2 separate regions of the Triticum aestivum genome follow, and region 1 is linked to region 2. Evidence: chromatin contacts called from public Hi-C data. All regions are on one chromosome and are shown on one strand. Each heading gives the region's core, a stretch centred on a gene start, on an enhancer-like site or on the middle of the called end of the contact. The rest is flanking DNA. Distances are from core to core; before and after follow the strand shown. Region 1 has its middle 190 kb from the start of LOC123115919. Region 2 holds the start of LOC123111132 (MTOR-associated protein MEAK7).

Region 1 (2,969 bases), core at 47-2,546, 620 kb after region 2:
GTCTTTACGTCACATGTGCTCTGACCAGCATGAATGCGGCATGAAGAGCGAGTGGACGTGACAAGAGAGGGGTTTTGTGAGGGTTCAGAGCGTTAGAGTACGACGTGGGAACTCGTGCAAATCTTTGAGTATGGTGTTGGTTTGCGAGATTTCGGACTCCCGGACTAGTCCGAACATTCTAGTTGACCACACTTGGATGGGTAAAAGTAGACATGGGCATCGACAGCCCGGCCTGAAAGCTCAACATCTAGGCTGGGCTCGAGCTTAGCTTTTTCGCCCGAAGCCTTGCCCAAAAGCCCAAAATAAGCCGAATAGAGCATAAATCATTGTTTTATTAGAAATATAGGTATAATTGTTTTTAAATATCCTGAAATCATTATTTTAATCAAAAAGGGCATTGTCCATGTGTTTCGGACCAGGCTCATGGTTGAGATTTTGAGGTCGGGCTTTATAAAGCGAGGCTCGAACCAAACGTGACCAAGAGAATGCCCGGGTTTAGGTAAAAGTGTGTGGACCGTCCGATCAAGGCATTTGCAGCCGATTTGGTGAACTGCATTGGAGTTTCCTTTGGAGATGCAGGTGCACTCATTTCCCCTATTATTTTGGTGAACCTAACAATAAAGCCAGCCCATGGGCGCGCACACTCTCTATCACACGCGCTATTTGCAAAGCACAATGTTTCCTGCTATATACCACTATAGGCATTGCTAGCAAGAAATTAGATCAGGAGTCGCTCTCTACCTTTAAGGACAGTATAAGCGAGCCCTCTCAGCGATTTGCGTTTATAACCGTCCATTTTCGTGATATGAGCATTTTTATCGTCTGATCTAATGTGTACAACCATCACTCCCATAACTGGGCTAGTTGTCCTATGGGCTGCTACGCCAGAGGCCGAAATTGAGCTCTCTAATAAACTGGGCCATCGGCCAGCCCATTCCAGCCCAGTTGTGCTTCGGTCAAGGACCCGTGCCGCGACTCGCTAGGGTCCATCGACGAGCACTCTCACGTTCGCGACAACCAGATCGATGGGAGCTCCTGTGTGATGCTCTTTGCGTCGTTGATGTTTTGCACAGGGCCAGCTCACATGGGCCGACTCATTTTGGGGTCGCATGGTGCAAAAATGCGATGAGGACAGTATAATCGAGCTTAAAGCGAGCCCTCTTAGCGATTTGCGTTTATAGCCGTCCGTTTTTGTGATATGAGCATTTTTGACCGTCCATCTCATGTGTACAACCATCACTCCACGAAACTGGCCTAATTGTCCTATAGGCTGCTACTCCAGAGGCCGAAACGGAGCTCTCTGATAAACTGGGCCATCGGCCAGTCCATTCCAGCCCAGTTGTGCTTCGGTCAAGGGCCCGTGTTGTAGCTCGCTAAAAGGGGATCCATCGACGAGTACTCTCACGTTCGTGGCAACCAGATCGATGAGAGCTCCTGTGTGACGCTCTTTGCGTCAGAGTGTTGACGTTTCGCACAGGGGCAGCTCACCTGGGCCGGCCCATTTGGGGGTCGCGAGGTGAAAAAATGTGAAAAAAAGGAAATAGACAAGCTCTGCGGTAGGCGGACTCGAACCCATGTCTACATACCCATGCTTGCGCTGTGCTAGCCAGTGCAATAGGCTAGCTCTTGTAATAGATGTGTAGCGCAACACCTAAAGAAACCAACTCTAGCGGGAAAAACTTGAAACATTCGCGAAAATTCCAAAAAACTAAAAGTCCCGGTGAGGGATCGAAGGGAGGACCTCCGGCTTGTGAAGCAGGTAGGTAGCCACTGTAACTCCTGGGAATCTACACCTTATATGGCAGCCTGTTCAATATGAACTATAAACAGCAACATATTTAAAAAAATTAAAATTTTGAACGTGATTTTTTTTAAAAGGTAAATATTTTTAGAAACGCGAAAATTTTCAAAATTATGAGAAAAAAAATAGAAACTCGAGCTCTCAAAATTGTGAACAAATTTTCCAAAACATGAACATTTTTTGAATATGTGGACAAAATTTGACAACATGAACATCTTTGGAATTTGTGAACAAATTTGGAAAGCAGGAGAATGTTTTAAATTCATGAAATTTTTTGAATTTGCAAAAATATATTCATGTTTCTTTGTGAACAAAATTTGAAAGTGGGAACATTTTAAAAAATTGTTCAGGAACATGAACGTTTTTTAAATTTGTGATCAAAATTTGAAAGTGGGAACATTTTTTGAAATTCCCGAACAAAGTTTGAAAGTGGGACCATTTTTTGTATAAGAAAGCAAATGAACATTTGACATCATAAACTTTTGTTAACATCAAAATCTATTGAATTTGTGAAGAAATTTTAAAAACTGACCCATTTTTCGAAAATTGCGATTTTGTTTGAAATTAGATCATTTTTCAAAACATGAACATTTTATGAAATTCTCCGAACATTTAAAAATTTATGAACAAATTATGAAAACATGAACAACTTTTGAATTACTGAATAAATACACAAACATGAATATTTTTTCAATATCACGAACATTTTTTGAAATTATGAACATTTTTTCCAAACCGTGAACATTTTATCAAATTCCCGATCATTTTTCGAATTTGCGAACAAAGTTTGGAAACATAAACATATTTTGAATTTGTGCACAAGTATTGAAAACAGGAATATTTTGAAAGTCATGAACATTTATTGAATTTGTGAACAAAAATTTAAAATGCGAACATTTTTGGAATTTTTTTAATTTGATACTTTTTGAATTTTCGAAATTTTCTTTAATGGAATCAAACAATTTCATAGTTCTAAACATTTTAGAAATTCCAACCAAATTCGAAAACAGAAACATTTTTGAGAAAAATAATAAAAAGGTGAAAATAAAAAAGTGAAATGCAATAAAAACGAAATGAAAAGAAAAGTGAAACAGCAAAGATAAAAAATAAAATGAAAAAACATTAAACAGAAGGGTTTCGAAACATTCTAGAACGTTGCCAAAACCGA
Region 2 (3,219 bases), core at 99-2,598:
TGCTACCTGCCTTATATCCCACTATCTCTGGGTCTTCTGGGCCGAACATGTAGGAGATCCATTGGGGTCCAGTAAACTTGTGGCAAGGTCTCCTCTCTCTCTTTCGGGCCTGCTCGGTAGCATGGCTTGTGCTGGCCCAGGTGCAGCTGGGTCGCTAACACGTGCCTCCAAAGCTAAACCTCTGAAAATCGCGTCCAGCTGGACTGATTGAGATCGTTGCAAGTAACCAAACAGGCCATCGATGAATTAGTTATTAACCTTTAAAGTTTATAGTATTTAGGAAGAAAAAGAAAGGGGAATTTGAGGATTTGCCACACCTTATTTTGCAGTTTGAGGATTTGCCCCTGTTTTGTCTGTAACCCAGAATTTGCCACATCTTTGCTGAAAGATTGAGAATTTGCCCCTAACACGACTGGCCCACAACAACATGACCAAAATGCCCTTGTGTTTACCTACGTGAGAGGAACCCAGTCCAAACGTTGCCCCGATAACTCTCTCATCTCATCCTACCTGTACCTGCGGTGGCGGCGGCGATCTGCGGCGGCTACGACGACGGCGACCTCGATCACCCCGATGGCGGCGACCTGGTAAGATCGGCTACTACCCTACGTTCCTTCGACCACCTCCTGCTCCTGAACGTACGGAGAAAATCTAAAAAAAATCGGAGATTACATTCACACTTCATAGTGAACGTACAGACTGAAGACATACTGAAGAATATTACAGTGAGTATTCTTCTAGGAAAGTTTCATCACCTTTTATTGTAATCACAAAGTACATTCACACTTCATAGTTCACAACATCACAAATTACATTTACATTTTTTAGTGACATCAGAAGGCACATTAGCCCTTACTAGTTCACAAGTTAGAACAAATGCACACTAAAACATCAGCTATATTTTCTTGTTCTCTGAACTGTCACTTTCTTTCTTCCACCACCCGATGTTTCAGTCCATCAATCTTTGATTAATAGCCCCATTTCTAGTCAGGTTGGGAAGGAAAGAGCATGGACCCGTGCAAGAGCTCTGGGAAGGCACAACACAATGCGTGATCACCAAGCTCGGGGGGGGGGGGGGGGTAGGCAGGGAGACTCCCAACGCAGGTGTAGCTGCACACCGACGACGTTGCGTGGTGGCCAGCCGCCAGGACGAACAGAGTACGGGAACAGCGAGCTCATGCTCGATTGAGGATAACTAAAACAGATTGGGTTGGGGGTATTTTGGTCACAAAATTTGTACTATAATGTGCCAAATGATCCAAACAGTACATTAGGGGCAAATCCTCAATCTTTCAGCAAAGATGTGGCAAATCCTGGGTTACAGCCAAAATAGGGGCAAATCCTCAAACTGCAAAATAAGGTGTGGCAAATCCTCAAATTCCCCAAAAAAAAAATGCACACAAAGCGTCCCTTGGTGGCGCGATGGGTCGTGCAGTTGTCGTTCCAAAGGAAAAGGAAAATTGGCAGCTGGTTGTGGTGTTCGCTGCTCGCCACCGACTTTCCCGGCGCCACCGCACCGTGCACCGGCCCCACCGGCGGCGACGATGGGTAACTCACAGGCCTCTCCCTTGTCCGCCTCCTCTGCCAGCTTCGTCATGGCCTCCAGGTACCACAGCTTCGAAGCGCTGGGACCGCCACGGCAGCTGCTGCTTCACCCCAGCAGCAATTCGCGAGCATCATGCGGTGATCTCATCGCTCCGTCTCCACTTTCCGTAGGGCCTTCTCGAAGCAGGCGCTGGACGAACTGCGCGCGCACTTCTCCTCGCTCGCCGCGCAGTCGGGGACCCAGGGGCGCGCCATATCCCGCCCCGTTTTCCTTGTGAGCTCGCAGGCGCAAAAGTTTGCAACGGGGATTGGATTCGGGTGGATCCGGAATCCGTTTTCTGATGGGAAGTGATCCATCTTACGCAGGATTATTTCGGGGTACGTGGGGCGCTCGGCGATAGGCTATTCCAGTTGGTGGCGAAGGAGAGCAGCGTGGAAGATGGAGTCACCTTCGAGGGTTTGATTATCACCAAAGTTAGTACCCTTGTCCTACCGCTTGATTCAGTTAGCTCGTTCCCTTTTGGGATTCCTGGTTAACTGGACAAATTTGGTGGTATTAGTGCTGCATTTGCAATGCAATACAAGTTAAAAGAAAAGGGAGAAATGTATTTCTACTTTCTATATTATATAGTATAATACTGGATGTTCTACTAGATTTTTGACTGATTTTAAGTTGCTATCTTGTCGTTGTTGGTGGTGTTTTATTGAAACTGATTGCTATTGGTACTTTTTATTGCATGATTAGCTTGGTTGGATACATGTGCACACTACTTTAATCGCATAAACCTTAAGTTTTCAGAAAGAAAAAACTTCTGATAACAGTTTTATTGTTCTTCAGTTGCTCTGCTAATTCATCCTTTAGTAATGAACTTCATATATTTTATTTGTATTCAACACAAAGTTTTCCTTCCAATGCTAGGGAATGCCATATGTCTTGTTAGGTTTTTTTCCTTTATGTTCTGTTGTTTAATATCCGTATCTTTGTAACATGTAGGCAACATATGAAAGGGGAACTAAAGATGAAGCCGATGAGTTCATTTTTCAACTGTGCGATGTGATGGGAGATAGTATCTTAACAAGGTATTTCTTGAATGTGCTGGTAGAATTGAGTCTTCTTCTGATATGTTGGTATGTCAGTTGCCAATATTTAACTCCTTAGATGATGATTTTGTTTATGTTTGTAACGAAAGCTGCCACTTCCAAATATTTTTTCAGAGTATATGTCCCTAGATATTTGTATTCAGGGCTGTAGGTTTTTCAGAGTATCTGTCCTTATTTTTTTTCTTTTTTCTTTTTGCGTGTGAGAGTATCTGTCATTGGATATTTGTATTCAGGACTAGGTTTTACTTGACAAACCACTTACTCCTACGCTTTCTCTTTCATGCATTGTCAGGTCTGATCTGGAAGCTGTATTTGTGTCCATTCATGAAACCATATTTGCAGATAATAATGAAGCCAAGGAAGGTTCTAACAAGAGTACATTTGAAGCATTTCTCAACTCTGCGGTATTTTCGAAGGATGCTGAAGGGGTCTCTGAGAAGTCTATGTCATTATCAGACTTTAGAAACTGGTGTATTGTCATGCCAAAACTGAGGAAATTCCTTGGAAGTTTGTTGATGCCCCCTGACTCAGGTATGTGTTGCCATTCTGCAGATTTTCCCAAAAAAGATGTTA

The links. Hi-C and Micro-C count contacts between places; a contact is called where the count stands out from the background.
Region 1: a Hi-C map of leaf shows a contact between it and region 2, with 4 times the contacts expected there. The contact joins the enhancer-like site here to the promoter of LOC123111132 in region 2. A contact is called at or near these places in 2 of 5 Hi-C or Micro-C datasets (both in leaf).

The regions. Positions count from the first base shown.
Region 1 is chr5B:232,574,150-232,577,118 of IWGSC CS RefSeq v2.1, forward strand. No RefSeq gene overlaps it. Among protein-coding and RNA genes, the nearest start is that of LOC123115919, 190 kb to the right of the region's middle. Within about 2 kb of position 1,297, at least 2 of the 8 cell types and tissues checked have an H3K27ac peak or open chromatin away from gene starts, as enhancers often do. A contact at or near this core is called in leaf, where this site is marked.
Region 2 is chr5B:231,953,494-231,956,712 of IWGSC CS RefSeq v2.1, forward strand. LOC123111132 (MTOR-associated protein MEAK7) reads left to right here and starts at 1,349. Exons shown (of 8, transcript XM_044531822.1): 1 at 1,349-1,606; 2 at 1,717-1,819; 3 at 1,912-2,019; 4 at 2,540-2,625; 5 at 2,939-3,177. The coding sequence starts at 1,545.